Linked DNA regions of Mus musculus: region 2 is linked to region 1. Evidence: chromatin contacts called from public Hi-C data. All regions are on one chromosome and are shown on one strand. The core of a region is the stretch at or near the end of the contact, and the rest is flanking DNA. Distances in the headings are between cores, read along the strand shown.

Region 1 (6,719 bases), core at 3,220-5,719:
TTTGGATGTAAGCGATGCTCAGTAAAACTCTAAGAGATGGCTTGACTTAGAAACAGGAAACACTGCAATGGTAGAGGTGACCAGCAGAGGGCACGGTTGGAGACAATGGAGAAATCTCTTGTCCTTCTGGATGGAGAAAGCCAGACATGGAGGCAGTAAGGCCTCACTTCCCGGCTCATAACCGTGCATTTATATCATAGTTAAGGACTAGCTTTTCACATTGCACTTAGCTTGCGTCAATGTGAGAAACGCCACAAAATCCCGGTAATGAGTTAGTCAACAAGGACTGTATCTAAACACTACGCACACATAGATAGTTCTGCTGTTTGATTGCATATTTCAATCTTAGATTAGTACTGCATCCTCACACACACACATATGGACATTTCCCCAAAAGCAGGGCAGAAGGAAGAGGGACCGTCTGTTGTTTAAACACGTCTCTTCTTCCTTCCGGAGGCTTCCTGTTTTCACAAATGTGAACGGTGTCTGCCTCACCAAGCTTTCCTCTCTCAACCCAAGTTAGCACCATCTCTTCCTCTAGCTCCTCCTGGAGCTAGAAGTCATCCGCATCCCTGAGGCTGCTTTAGTGAGTAAGTCTTCCTTTGGGTTAGATTACTGAGCATGGAGCTCCTGATTGCCTGCGGGGTGAAATTACAAAATCTTTTTTTTCTTTTTTTAAACCTGCTCTTTTCCTCTGAGAAGGAACTGCAGGACTATGTTCCCAACACAAAGCAAAGCAGAGGACTCCACAGTGAGGATGAAGTGGGCTGAGAGTGAGCTACTGATTTCAGTGTTTCAAAATCATTAATAAAAGCTTTCAAGCTCTTCAGTAAAGTGTGAAAGGATCGGGGAGCGTTCTATTTAAAAGCCTCTAGTCACATGACTTAGCCTTTTTGTGGGAGCATTTTTGGCTCTCAGAAGTCTGAGGCAGGGGGACTGCCAAGAGTTTAAGGTCAGGTAGGGTGATACCTTAAGACAAAGTAAAATAAAGCCAAGCCGTAAAGACCATGGTCTAAAGCAACTTGTCATCAAGAATAAGACCATCAAGTAGGGGACACTTATACCCTAAAATGATTGAAGAGCAACAGGTTTCTTCTATTTTGATGGCTACGATACCCAAGCTCCTCTCAAACTTCCAGGCTCAAGTAATCCTCCTGCCTAGGTAGCTAGGACTACAGTCCTGTGCCACCTCGTGGATCAAAAGACACACAAGAATGGTTTGATGCAGTTTCCTAGAGAGAGCCTTTTGACATCAGAACTGATTGGAAGTAAGGTATCATTGACAACTGGTCCATAGACCTAGCACATGGCCTTCAGTCAGGCCACGGACCATTTGTGTTTTGATGGATTTGTTTTTGTTTCTACCAGCCTGGACAGCAGATATTGTTGAGCATGCTTCTCCTGGTAGCTAAGGGACTGACTCTTCAGGCTTATTTACTGCTTGCATGAGTGCCTGGCCTATTTTTAGGATCCAGCTAATCCATTAAAACATCACCACCAGTGACTCACAGTCCACAGCAGTCAAACTGAGAAATAGCGGAATGAAAGAAAAGCCATCCATCCACACACAGCGAGCACAGCATCCTAGCCCGCCACGGGAGCGTGTGCACCTGCCCACACGGGGGGAAGGGAAGCAACAGTGAATATAAAGAAGCCACCAAGGAAGCCAGGGAAGCAGTCACCTCAGGAGGACCTGGGAAGTGACAGACAGCCCTAATAACACAGAGCTCAGCATCGAGGAGGAGGAGAGCGGCAGCAGCGGGCCAGAGCACTTTACAAATGGCACGCTTTACCAAGGTGCTGCTGAGTGCGTCCTGGGTGCTCTTCAGAAAAGCTGATGTCCAGGGGCAGAGATGAGCAGGCTGCTGTCCACCAGGAGGCACTGAGGACAGAAGCCAAAAGTGGCTAGCCAGTGGTGTGCTCTTGGATAGGAGCTTCCCTAGTGGTGATGACGGCTGCTGATTTCTAACTTTGTACACGGGTCCTCGTGCTGCTCTGAAGGGGTGGACTTCTGGTCCTCACTCATATCTGGCTCCTACTGCTGGCTGGATACCTATACTCATGCCAGCTAGAGTGTCCATTTAGACTACCTAGTAGAAGTGGGAGCAATGGCCTTCCTCAGCACTGGGACAGACAACAAGGAGAGAGGCAGGCTCAGGGTGGCTTTGCTGGCTTCACGGAGAAAGCCATCTTTCTGACTAGTGTTGAGAAGACTTTCTTCTGTAAGTTATTTTCAGAGCAGACAATGGTGTATTTTCTCTCCAGAAGCAAACCTCTCCCTTTTCAGGGTCAACGTTGCTTACAGAATAATGAACACTGTGCCAAGTGCCAGGGCCACCAGGTATGGAGGACACACTGAGACATTTTGGGTTTGGTGTATCTACAAATGCATTTCCCCAGCTCATAAACTTGCATCATACCATGATACTAATTCCTTTTTCTTTTCTTTTTCTTTCTTTACTCCGGATCCCATAGCTGAGCCATGCCCCAGGCTTATGGCTCAATACTAGGAACAGGAAGTGGGATATATTTGGGAACTAACCCAAAGAAAGAAATCTGATGTCCTGTGGGGCTCCCAGGCCGAACCTGCCTTTGTGGGATGCTCTACTTGTCTACCTAGAGAGGAAAGAGCTTGCTTTCCTTGGCAAACACAGTCTTAGGGACAGATGCTTATAGTCTGTGCCATAGCGCTGTTCTACAAGGGTGTAACAGTGCACTGTGCAGCAAAGCCAGAGATGGTGGATGACAAACATAGAAAAAGCATTATACTATAATATTACTTCCTCATCATAAATGCCAGACAGAGACAACATTGGAGGCATCTTTCCACAAGAGAAAGTTATGTGAGAGAAGTTAGGATTCAGCTCCTAACTTAATAGTGGCCAAGGGCGTGGGAACATGGCTCTGTGGGTAATGGTACTCTTGCCACACAAACAAGAGGACCTGAGTTTGAATCCCCAACACCCATGTGAAAATCCAGGGTGGCTATGTATGCTTGTAACACCAGCATATTAGAGCATACATTTCCAGGGTTTGCTGGCCAGCCAGCCTAGACTAAAGGAAAGCATTCTCATCTGAAGGTATTACGGTAGTAAGGCAGGGAGGGAGAGAGGTAGACAGCCACCATCCTTCCCTGCTTCCTCATGGGCTCTACAGGCTTTTGCACCTACACTCTTAGACATAAAATTCTCCCCCACCTCTCTCTCTCTCTCCTTCCCCTCCCCAACAGTCACCAACACAAATACCTACTTCTGTTCCTACAATATCCATGTCTGATTATCTGGATGCCTCTAGAATATTCCCTGAATATACTTTTAACTTTTGATCACTGAAGCAAATAAAAACAACCAGGTTTGTTCTGGAAGACAGAAAATCAAAGGTTTCAAACAAAACCAAGCAAACAAACAGATGAGGAAGGTGAAGGGCAGAAACCTTAAGTAGTACAACTTTTGTCTGGTGATGTACAAGGAACTAGATTCCAACACACACAAACATTATGTACAGCATAGACACATACATACACACTATGGACAGACAGACAGACACACGTACCACAGACACACTCATACATATAAACTCTATAGACAGAGCCATACATATACACACCATAGACACACCCACACACCCACACACATATATCTCATAGATAGACATACAGTACACCACAGACATATATACACACATATACTCCATAGACAGTCACACAGACACAGATATACACACACCACACACATACACCATAGACACACACATACACACATATACCCCCATACCTCCATAGACAGACACACATACATATACACAGACAGATACATAGATACCCACACAGACACCATACACATACACACATAGACACACATAGACAAACACACACATAAAATTTAAAACCCCAAACAACAATGGAAAACAAAACCAAACCAAACCCTACAAGATGAGAAGATTGTCTTTATACAGCATCCTTAGGTTAGCCTGTTTTAGAAAAGAGAGAACATCCACTGGGGAAGCATGGGAAAACCACTTGCCCCACACAAATGCACATCTGGGCTTCCAGCTCTCCTCACTGCCCCTCAGTGTTCTCTGGGAAGGACCTTGGAGGTTTTCTGAAGCCATCCCTCCTTGCAGATTTCTGTTCCTGTAGAACTTATGTCTAGGGTCACAAAGCTATTTCTGTCTGAGAGAAACCATCTTTCTTCCACAAGTTCCCTAACTGATTTTGGGATTTTGCTCCAGAAGTCCAACAATTCGCTTATTTCTATATTTCCCTGTGGGTGTTGCTGTGAGCTGTATCTAACCAGTTGCAGAGACCCAGACATCTGCTCAGGCTAGGGAGAAAGGTCTTCCCAGAGATACTGGAGAAGGAGGGCTGCCATTGCAAGATCAATTAAATCTGCTGTCATTCTTTCTCCCTTACTGGGCTTCCCCCTCTCTCCCTTTTTCTCCGTCTGGCTCTGTGATTTCAAGCCTGCTGCGTGTGCAAGCACGGCTTGTGGAGCATTTCAGCTGTGATGATGTCAGCCGATCTCTGATAGGCTTCTAAAATAAAGCCACAAATCACTGGTTGGGTCTGAGCCTTGTTCTTTTATTTCCATGGCCCCAAACCCAAGAAGTCTCATTAGCAGACCACAGGCCTCTCTGGTCTAGCTTTGCAAAGGCACTTTCCATGACAGGAGAGATATAGATGGTCTGTCTGTCCATCACACTGCTGGGACCCCTGCTGTCAGGCAATGGTGTGTGTGTGTGTGTGCACGCGCGTGTGCGCACATGTACACTTTGGGGATGGTCAGGGGGAGAGCGTGGTCTGACCTCACAGCAAAGCCAGTGTCTTCGCGGTTTGAATACTCATTTTTGAGGATTTCCAAGCAGGGATAAACACAGAAAGATTGTTGGGTTCAATTCCCAGCATTGAAATAAATCAATCAGAGCTTTGCCTGATTGCCTCTGGTCAGACTTGCATTCTAAGGGCTAAAACTGAGGAAGAACACATCTTAGTCCATTTCCATGGTTCACCTAGGGCGTGAGAGCCCATTGAGCTGATGTCATTTTACGTAAGATGTGAGCAATAGCCTTATATGCTCTAAATAAACATGCCACCATCTTCTCCTCAGACTCAGAACTTTTCAGAAAACTTTCTTGGTCTTACCAAATACTGAATGACTGGGGCATACATCCATAAAGAACATTCTAGGTTAAAAGGCTTCAGGGAAGCAGGGCCTGTGACCTCGACCAAGATCCCACATCTGATCTTGTGGGAGATTTGCCCATGGAGCGGGTTGGGAGGGGTGGGGATGGGGACAAGCCTGGCCGACTCAGCAATGTGGTCAGTAAAGCTGCTGTTGCATATGAGTAGGCTCTGGATAAATGCTGGAAGATGATTTAAGATTCTGGAAAGGTGAACAAGATGTAGCTCAATTAGCAGAGTCCTTGCCTAGCAGGCATAAGGTCCTGGGCTGGATGCCCAATACCAAATAAACTGGGCATGGTGGTTCTTGCCTATAATCCCGTATCTTTGGAGACAGAGGCAGGAGGATCAGATTAGTGGACATCAGTTAGATACTGTGAAGCTGAGAACATACCGGGTGTCTGTTTTCCTACTTTGTGACTTTTGGCATGTAGTTTAGGTCATGTGGTATTAAGCTACCCCTACCCACTCCTCATATGACCCTAAACCTAGAAGAACAAGAGCCCCAACCCCCGACACATCTTTAGGACCTGCCAAGTATACTATCTGTGGTGGCTCTCTCTTAAGGGAACTCTTCTTCAGCCCTGAAGAGTCTCTCTCTCTCTCTCTCTCTCTCTCTCTCTCCTTCCACACACACCCTTCGGTCCCCAGGTTACCATGGGAACCCTACCTGATGTAATCACCATGCCAGGAGATGATAGAACGGGAGTAGGGGCCCCCTACCTGTATGACCCTGGTGAGGGTTACCTGGGCTCGGTGTTCACCAACAGCAAACTGTATCACGGCCACCCCGGGGCTGTGGCTCTCCTCGATTCTCTCCACAGTACTGGAGTCGATCTTGAGGTCATTGCTAATCTCTGCACTCTGGATGAAATCCTCCGTCTTCAGGTCCTCCACCTTCTTCAGCTCCCCGTTGGCCAGCTGGATGATGGAGCCTTTCATGAAATATGGCGGCAGCGTGGGAGACGCCGTGGTGGGGGACGCCACGGACTGCACCACCGGCAGGTGGATCTGGGCCTGCACCATGGCTGGGTAGGCAGCCTGGGTGACCAGAGCCTCTGGGTTGAAGTTCTCGCTCTTGGGCAGGGCGGTGGTGACAAACGTGTGAGGTACTGCAGCAAACTGGGGTGATGACGTCACGATGGCCGAGGCTGCCCCAGGCGTGTCCATGTCAGGGCTGCCCACCGGGATGAGCAGGGGCTGGTTACCTGGGATCACCAGGTGCTGCGGCAGACCACCAGCATAGGTGATTGCTTGCTGCTGGCCGCTCAGGTAGCCGATGACAGGAGGTTGAGTGCCAGCGTAGAAGGCCGTGGCTGGTAGGCCCACCGGGAGAGGCTCTGATGCACTGTGTGTGGTCTGAATGACCGTGTGGGGGGACAGCGCATAAGACCTGTGGCCCGGCTTCCCTAGGTGCAGGCCGCTCTTGTCATTGAGGGTGGATGGGGAGGCCTCTCGATGCGTGGTCTGCTGGGCCTCCAGGTCGGCTGAGGGTGTGCTGCTATTAGGCAGAACCATCACAGATCCACGGACCCCGGAG
Region 2 (6,490 bases), core at 3,883-6,382, 600 kb after region 1:
TTTCCCCAAATCATTTATTCTCAGTGAGATCCCTACTCTAGCCAAGACAATAGATGGCTCTTCACAAACTGACAGCAAGTTAGGTCCCCTTGCTGTGGACAAAACCCACACAATTCGTTGAACATGAAGAGGCTGAGCTGGGGCCTACGTAGAACCTTCATTTCCATGTTCTAGTGTCTGAGACATGGGAAGGTATTCCACATACTACCGAAAGAGGAAAGTAAATACCAACTCAATCATAAAGCCTTTGAGCTACAATCTATCCTGCCTGCAGAAAAGCTAGGGCAACAGTGGCACAGACATTGTGAGAGTAACCAACCAATCTCTGATTTGACATAAGGCCCATTCCATTATATGGAACCTGTACCTCAATCTACTTGGGTGGCCAAGAAGCAGAGTCTAGACAGCTCAGAGACCTTGGGTAAAATCAAATACTACTGCTCTAAAAGAGAGTAATAGTAAAATGACTCCTAACGACATTCTGCTATACTCATAGGTCAGTGCCTTGCTCAGCCATCATCAGAGAGACTTTTTCCTACAGTAGATGAAAACAAATAGAGACCCACAGCCAGTAGTAGTACACTGTAGTGTACAGTGTAGTACACTGCCCAGTGGCGACACACTGTGATAGTGGCATGTGTCAGAGTAAAACTGTCACATCTCAGACAAAAGGAGGGACAGGGATGCAAATGGGGCAGGAGGAGAGTGGTAAAGAAGGGAGGGAGGGAGAGAGAGAGAGAGAGATTGAAACTCAGCTTTAAACAAAATGTCTCCATCAAACCCCTCTCCTCAGAGCTCAGGTAATCTTGCTGAAGAGGAGGCAGAAAGAAATGTAAGAGCTGGGCTGGAGAGATGGTTCAGTGGTTAAGAGCACTGACTGCTCTTCCAGATGTCCTGAGTTCAATTCCCAGCAACCACATGGTGGCTCACAACCATCTGTAATGGGATCTGATGCCTTCTTCTGGTGTGTCTGAAGACAGCTGCAGTGTCTATGTGCCCAGAGGGAATGGAAGACACCAGGAGAACAAAGTTCTCTAAAACAAATGAGCCAACTCCCTATGAACTCACAAACACTGAAGCAGCAATCACAGGGCCTACAGAGGTCTCTACCAGGCCCTCTGGTTATACATTATAGCTTTTGGTTTAGTGTTTTTATGAGACTCCTGAATGTATGAACAAGCATGTCTCTGGGGTTCTTTTATTTTTCTGTTGGCTTGACTTGTCCAGCTTCGATATGATAGGCTTTTTTTTTTCTCTTAGTATATTTTATTTTGACACTTTTGTTGTTATTTCCTAGAAGCCTGTTCTCTAATGAGAGCCCCCCTCCCCTCCCCGCCCCCCGTTAACTCTGCCATATCCACCCCATGTCCCGCCTCACCCAATTCTCACTCACTCATTTCCTAGCAGACAACTCCAGAGGTCATAGTGGGAGTTTAACAATATATAACAAGATGAACTTCTTTGTAACTTCTTAATATCTCATTGCTTTTCCTTGCCCATGGAAGTGGGATGGTTCTTTTACATCTGTGGAGCAGGTCCCCCGCCTCCTTCCTTTCCAAAATGCCACCATTCATCGCTAAAACCGAACGCACCCATTTCATCAAGCACCAGTCAGTTTAGCCAAGAAGCCGCTCGTGGGTTTGAGCACATGTGAGCACGTGTGCATGAGGGGACAGGGTGAACTGGCTATCATTGCTACCTTGGGATTAAAAATTTCAAGAAAGCAATTACTGTACTGCAAAAAAAAATAATAATGATTACATTTTGGCTTATACCTGGAAACACTACATATATATATATATATATATATATATATATATATATATATATATATATATATATGGAGTTTAGTTGCTCTGTGTAAAAGTTCCTGGCATGTTATTTGCTCTTTTATTTTTTTTTCATATTAGACAGTAAATATGTGAACATACATAATACTCTCATTAAGGGATCTTTTTAGTCAGGTTTATGTCACCAAGTAGAAGTGCCTTTGGCCAACCAAAGATGCACTTTGTTTTTTCAAGATTCTGACAGCCAACACTTCCAAAACAAGACCCAAATTCATTCTTGCACAGAGTACGCGACTTTTGAAAATAGATGACAGAGAAATCAGGTAACACTTTGAGGGGGAACAAGGTATCCGTATCTTATAATCGAGGTGTAGGGAAAGTGTGATATGCTGTTAGAAAATTAGTCATGTTCTTGTGAAACTCAGGATGGTTCTTCTTTCTGTCACCCCCTAGACATGTGCTGGTAACCTCAGGATGTGCAAAGAATATAACTCAGCAGTTGTACATTCCCTGGGGTAAAACATCGATACAACCCAAACATAGCAGTAATAGTAAGAAAGGGCACAGATGTCATCAAACTCAGCATTGTATCAACCAATGAAGAGCGGTGGACCTCTAAGGCTATATTGAAACTGGGAAACCCTTGGAGCTTCACGACATTTATATCGCAGTACAATAAGTCATGCGAATCTGTGACCGTGCTTATGTGAACTAAACCACCAATGTGGCAGTTATGTAAATGCACACCGACACCGTAAAAGCTGTATACATGCGCAACACTTGATGATGATGTCCATCATTTCGGAGAAGTCACGACAGGAACTCACACAGCTAGCCACATCAAAGCCACAGTCGAAGACAGACTGAATCTCATCTGCACGCGCTACCTGCTTTCTTGTGCTCAGATCGCTCTTTCCCCCACTGATCAGTTCAGGGCTAAGCCTATGAAATGGTCCCACCTGTGTTCAGGGTAGACCTTCCCACCTCTGTTAATAATCAAAAACGCATCCCCCACAGACATAGCCACAGGCCAAGCTGGTCTAGATAATTCCCCATTAAGACTCTCTTCCCAGGTGATCCTAGGTTCAAGCAGATAGTTAAAACTGACCAGCACAATTTATCTTAGTGGGGGGGGGGGACTTACTGTAAACACGATGTGTGACTCGCCATTGAATCCTTTGATCCTGTGTTTAGGTTTACAGTGTGTGTTGATAGCATCGTTCTCTGGTGCTTGATTTAACCTCATGCTCTGTTCATCGTGGACCCTAAATATAAAAATCTGCTGCTAATGTTACCAGCAAGAGGTCACATGGAGTAATTGACCTGGAAATGAAATTTAAAGTGATTAAGGGCTACGGAGGTGGAAAATCGATGATGGTTATTGCTCTCCAATCAAGCATGCCCCAGTTTGCAGCTATGGTCTTGAAAAATGTGTACAAGGCGATCGAAGCTGTTTAAGGATCTGATTTGTGGAAGGCAATGGAAACTGGAAGCTGAGGGTGGTAATCCTAGCACTTGGGAGATAGAGACAAGAGGATCAGAAGTAGAGAGTCATCCTTGGGGAGTTCAAGGCCAGCCTGTACTCTCTGAACCCCTATTTCCCAAACTGGAAAACTACTCAGATGAGGTGCTGTAAGATTTGGAGGAGCCCCCAATGGCCTGGATGGAAGACCAGACAGAGCTACATTGTATCTCAGCGGCAAGACAATCGGGACCCCTTTCTGCCTTGAAACTGGACCCACCCACAATGTCGAGGTTCCAGGTGGTTTGAGCTAGTCAAGGAATGTTATTTTGTTGCTCAGTGTCAGAATGAACAGTGGGCCTCCCAGGGCTGGTGGCTCTTGGATACTCTGGGGAAGCTGATTGGGGGTAGGGGGTGGAGCTACTTGCGGAACATGATCTTTCATATGGACGATACCTCTCTGTTCTGAAAATGGAGACCTGAGAGCAGCCCCATTCACAGGGAGGTAGAGTTGGTGGCCACTTCAAGGCTTTAAGGCAAGGTGAGAGACTTCTTTAAAAGTAGTGTTGTTACAGGGCTGTAAATCAGGGCTCTTTGTGACCTGGCATGGTGAAAACCCCAGGATCTTCTAGCATAGCCTCCCAGTGTGACAATACACACACTACTGGTGGCCTGCAGGGATAGAGAGAGAGAGAGGGCAAAGGCAATCCAACTCTGCTCCCAGGTGTCCCTACCGACTTGCTACGCCAGAACAAGAAGACCATTTGGAAAGCATAGTTTCTCGATGTCTTGCTTGTCTAGATGTGTGTACACAAGTTGGCTCAATGATGTCCTGATGCTGCATTTCAAACTCAGTAACATGTGACTCTACCCTGGACCTGCACCAGGCACTATACTCTAAGGACTTTGTGTCTAGCCACACCTGTGAGGCGGGGGTTGGGGGGGGGTGGGGGGCTAGGACTATCAGTCCCATTTCATATGTGAGCAAGCTGAGGTACAGAGGGCTTAACTCATGGCTAATCAATGCCAGAGCACAGGGAGTCCAGCTGCACATGCTCATGAATACAGCCTTTTGATCAGGGTGCCTTCCCTTTGAAGTTGGCCAGCAGGTCTAAACGCTACTTTAGAAACTGCCGGTGGCATGCTTGAGCTTGCTTTTAGGGGGGTTGGCAGCCAGAACTTCACTCATCCACACTGTGCTAGCTTGCTTCCCAGCATCTGCACACTCCCTGGATGTTTACAAGTGACACGGCCACTTGAATGAGTCACTGTCAACTCCCATCGGCATTCTGCCCGCCCCCTAAATGCCCACAGGACACCATGCTAGGCTCTCAGCCACGCAAGGCTCATATTTCTCTGAGCTAGAGCTGCCTTCATTTCTTCCCTTCCCACCCATCTACAGCATTAGTCCGATCTCCCAACTTACTGCTTCATAGTGGTGCTTTGGGCTCATGAAGTCTCTTAAGTATGATCTGATCACTGTCTCTACCTTAAGCTTGGCCCATTTGCTAGGGCTTATTATGCAAAGGCCAGCGCTGTGCCCAGCTCAGAAACTCCCCGAGGATCATAGGAGTAGCATGTGTGTGGAAATCTTTCTCCACACATCGCTGATCTGAGGCATAATCTGTAAGCACGCATATACATTGCACTCAGTGGTCACATGCTCCCCCTCCCACTTCGGGAACACTGGAGCTGGGAAAAAGCAATCAGAACCTGGGCTGGGGCTCTTGGCGGAGAAGCAGAAGATTTCAGGTGAGCAGTGGATGCAAAGAGCAGAGGCAGTGACCTTTGTGATTCGCAGCGCTTTCTGTTCTGCAGCTTGCACGGCAGGGACCCTGACATCAGAAGCTCTGATGGCCCGAGGCTGTGTTGGAGAGAAAAAGAAATAAAGACAGCCTGCCCTACTTCCAGCTTGTCTAGTAATCCATGTGCAGTCGGGAACCTGGGCCGGGCAAGAGTGTGTGGATGAGCGACCTCTAGTGGCTGCTATTGGGAAGCGCTTCCCCTGTTTTGAAGGCTGCAAGATAGGTTTGTGTCCATCCTCAGCTGCGTGGTAGGAGGATTTAGATGAATATATAAACATGCAAACTTAAGGAGCTTATCCTTCGGTCTGAGGAAGTCAGAAGAACACACAGCTTCTCTACTGAGAAGTAGGAACTTCTGAGGAGGCAAAGTAGGTAACTCAGGAAGCTGAATCCAGAGGGATGGGAACTGTAGAGGACAATTGGAAGGCCACCTTGGATAGGAGAATAGCCCAAAGCAGGCAGGAGGGGAAAAGAATCCCTGATGACATGAAAAAGAGATTTCACGTGAAAAAAATCAAGTCGTCTGAGGTATATTGGGTTGCCTGTAAAATAAGCCTGGGCTGGGAAAACAGTTCTTCACAGCCTCTGTGTGTGTGTGTGTGTGTGTGTGTCTACGTGTGTGTGTCTGTCTGTCTGTCTGTATCTGTGTGTGTGTCTGTATGTCTCTGTGTGCCTGTGTGTGTCTTTGTCTGTGTGTCTCTGTGTGAATGTGTGTGTCTCTGTGTGAATGTGTGTGTGAATGTGTTTTTGTGTGTATGTCTGTGTGCCTGTGTATCTCTGTGTGTCTGCCTGTTTGTCTGTCTCTGTGTGTATGTTTTTGTCCCTGTGTCTGTGTGTCTCTGTGTGCCTGTGTGTGTGAATGTGTTTATCTGTGTGTGTATCTGTGTGTGTATGTGTGTATGTCTGTGTCTTTGTCGGTGTGTGTGTCTGTTTCTCTGTGTTCCTGTGTGTCTTTGTCTGTGTGTCTCTGTGCCCGTGTGTGTGAATGTGTTTGTCTGTGTGTGTGTGTTTATGTGTGTGTCTGTGTGTGCTTGTTTTTGTATCTGTGTGCCTGTGTGTGCTTGTTTTTGTATCTGTGTGCCTGTGTGTGTCTGTGTGTTGTTAGTGTCTCTGTGTGTGCCTGTATGTTTCTGTGTGTTGTTTGTGTGTGTTTGTGTGTCTCTGTGTGTGTCTGTGTATGTGTCTGTGTGTGTCTGTGTATTGTTTGTGTCTCTGTGTGTCTCTGTGTGTGTGTCTGTGTGTGTATTCACAAACACATGTGCTTGGTGTATGCTTACGGAGATCAGAAGAAAAATTACCAGAGTTAGTTCTTTTAGTCCTACATCGAGTCCAGGGAATTAAACTCAGGTCATCAGGCTTGGTAGCAAGAGCTTTGATCCCCAGAGCCACCTCACTTGTCCCCTTGGGCTCTTTGTGATGTACCCTTCTTGGAT

The links. A called contact is a pair of places that touch in the nucleus more often than the background predicts.
Region 2: a contact with region 1 is called in a Hi-C map of cerebral cortex, with 3 times the contacts expected there. The contact joins two enhancer-like sites. A contact is called at or near these places in 2 of 15 datasets of contacts at CTCF or cohesin (the NIH/3T3 cell line and pro-B cells), 21 of 484 Hi-C or Micro-C datasets (the C2C12 cell line, the G1E-ER4 cell line, bone marrow-derived macrophages and 14 more), 8 of 115 datasets of contacts at active chromatin or transcription factors (astrocytes, cardiomyocytes, craniofacial prominence and 5 more) and 1 of 9 other capture datasets (embryonic stem cells).

What each region holds. Positions count from the first base shown.
Region 1 is chr13:45,560,647-45,567,365 of GRCm38.p6, forward strand. It overlaps Atxn1 (ataxin 1), which reads right to left. Exons shown (of 8, transcript NM_009124.6): 7 at 5,927-6,719. Among named protein-coding and RNA genes, the nearest start is that of Gm34582, 39 kb to the left of the region's middle. Within about 2 kb of position 4,470, at least 8 of the 459 cell types and tissues checked have an H3K27ac peak or open chromatin away from gene starts, as enhancers often do. A contact at or near this core is called in cerebral cortex, where this site is marked.
Region 2 is chr13:46,156,984-46,163,473 of GRCm38.p6, forward strand. No RefSeq gene overlaps it. Among named protein-coding and RNA genes, the nearest start is that of Gm45949, 99 kb to the left of the region's middle. Within about 2 kb of position 5,133, at least 77 of the 459 cell types and tissues checked have an H3K27ac peak or open chromatin away from gene starts, as enhancers often do. A contact at or near this core is called in cerebral cortex, where this site is marked.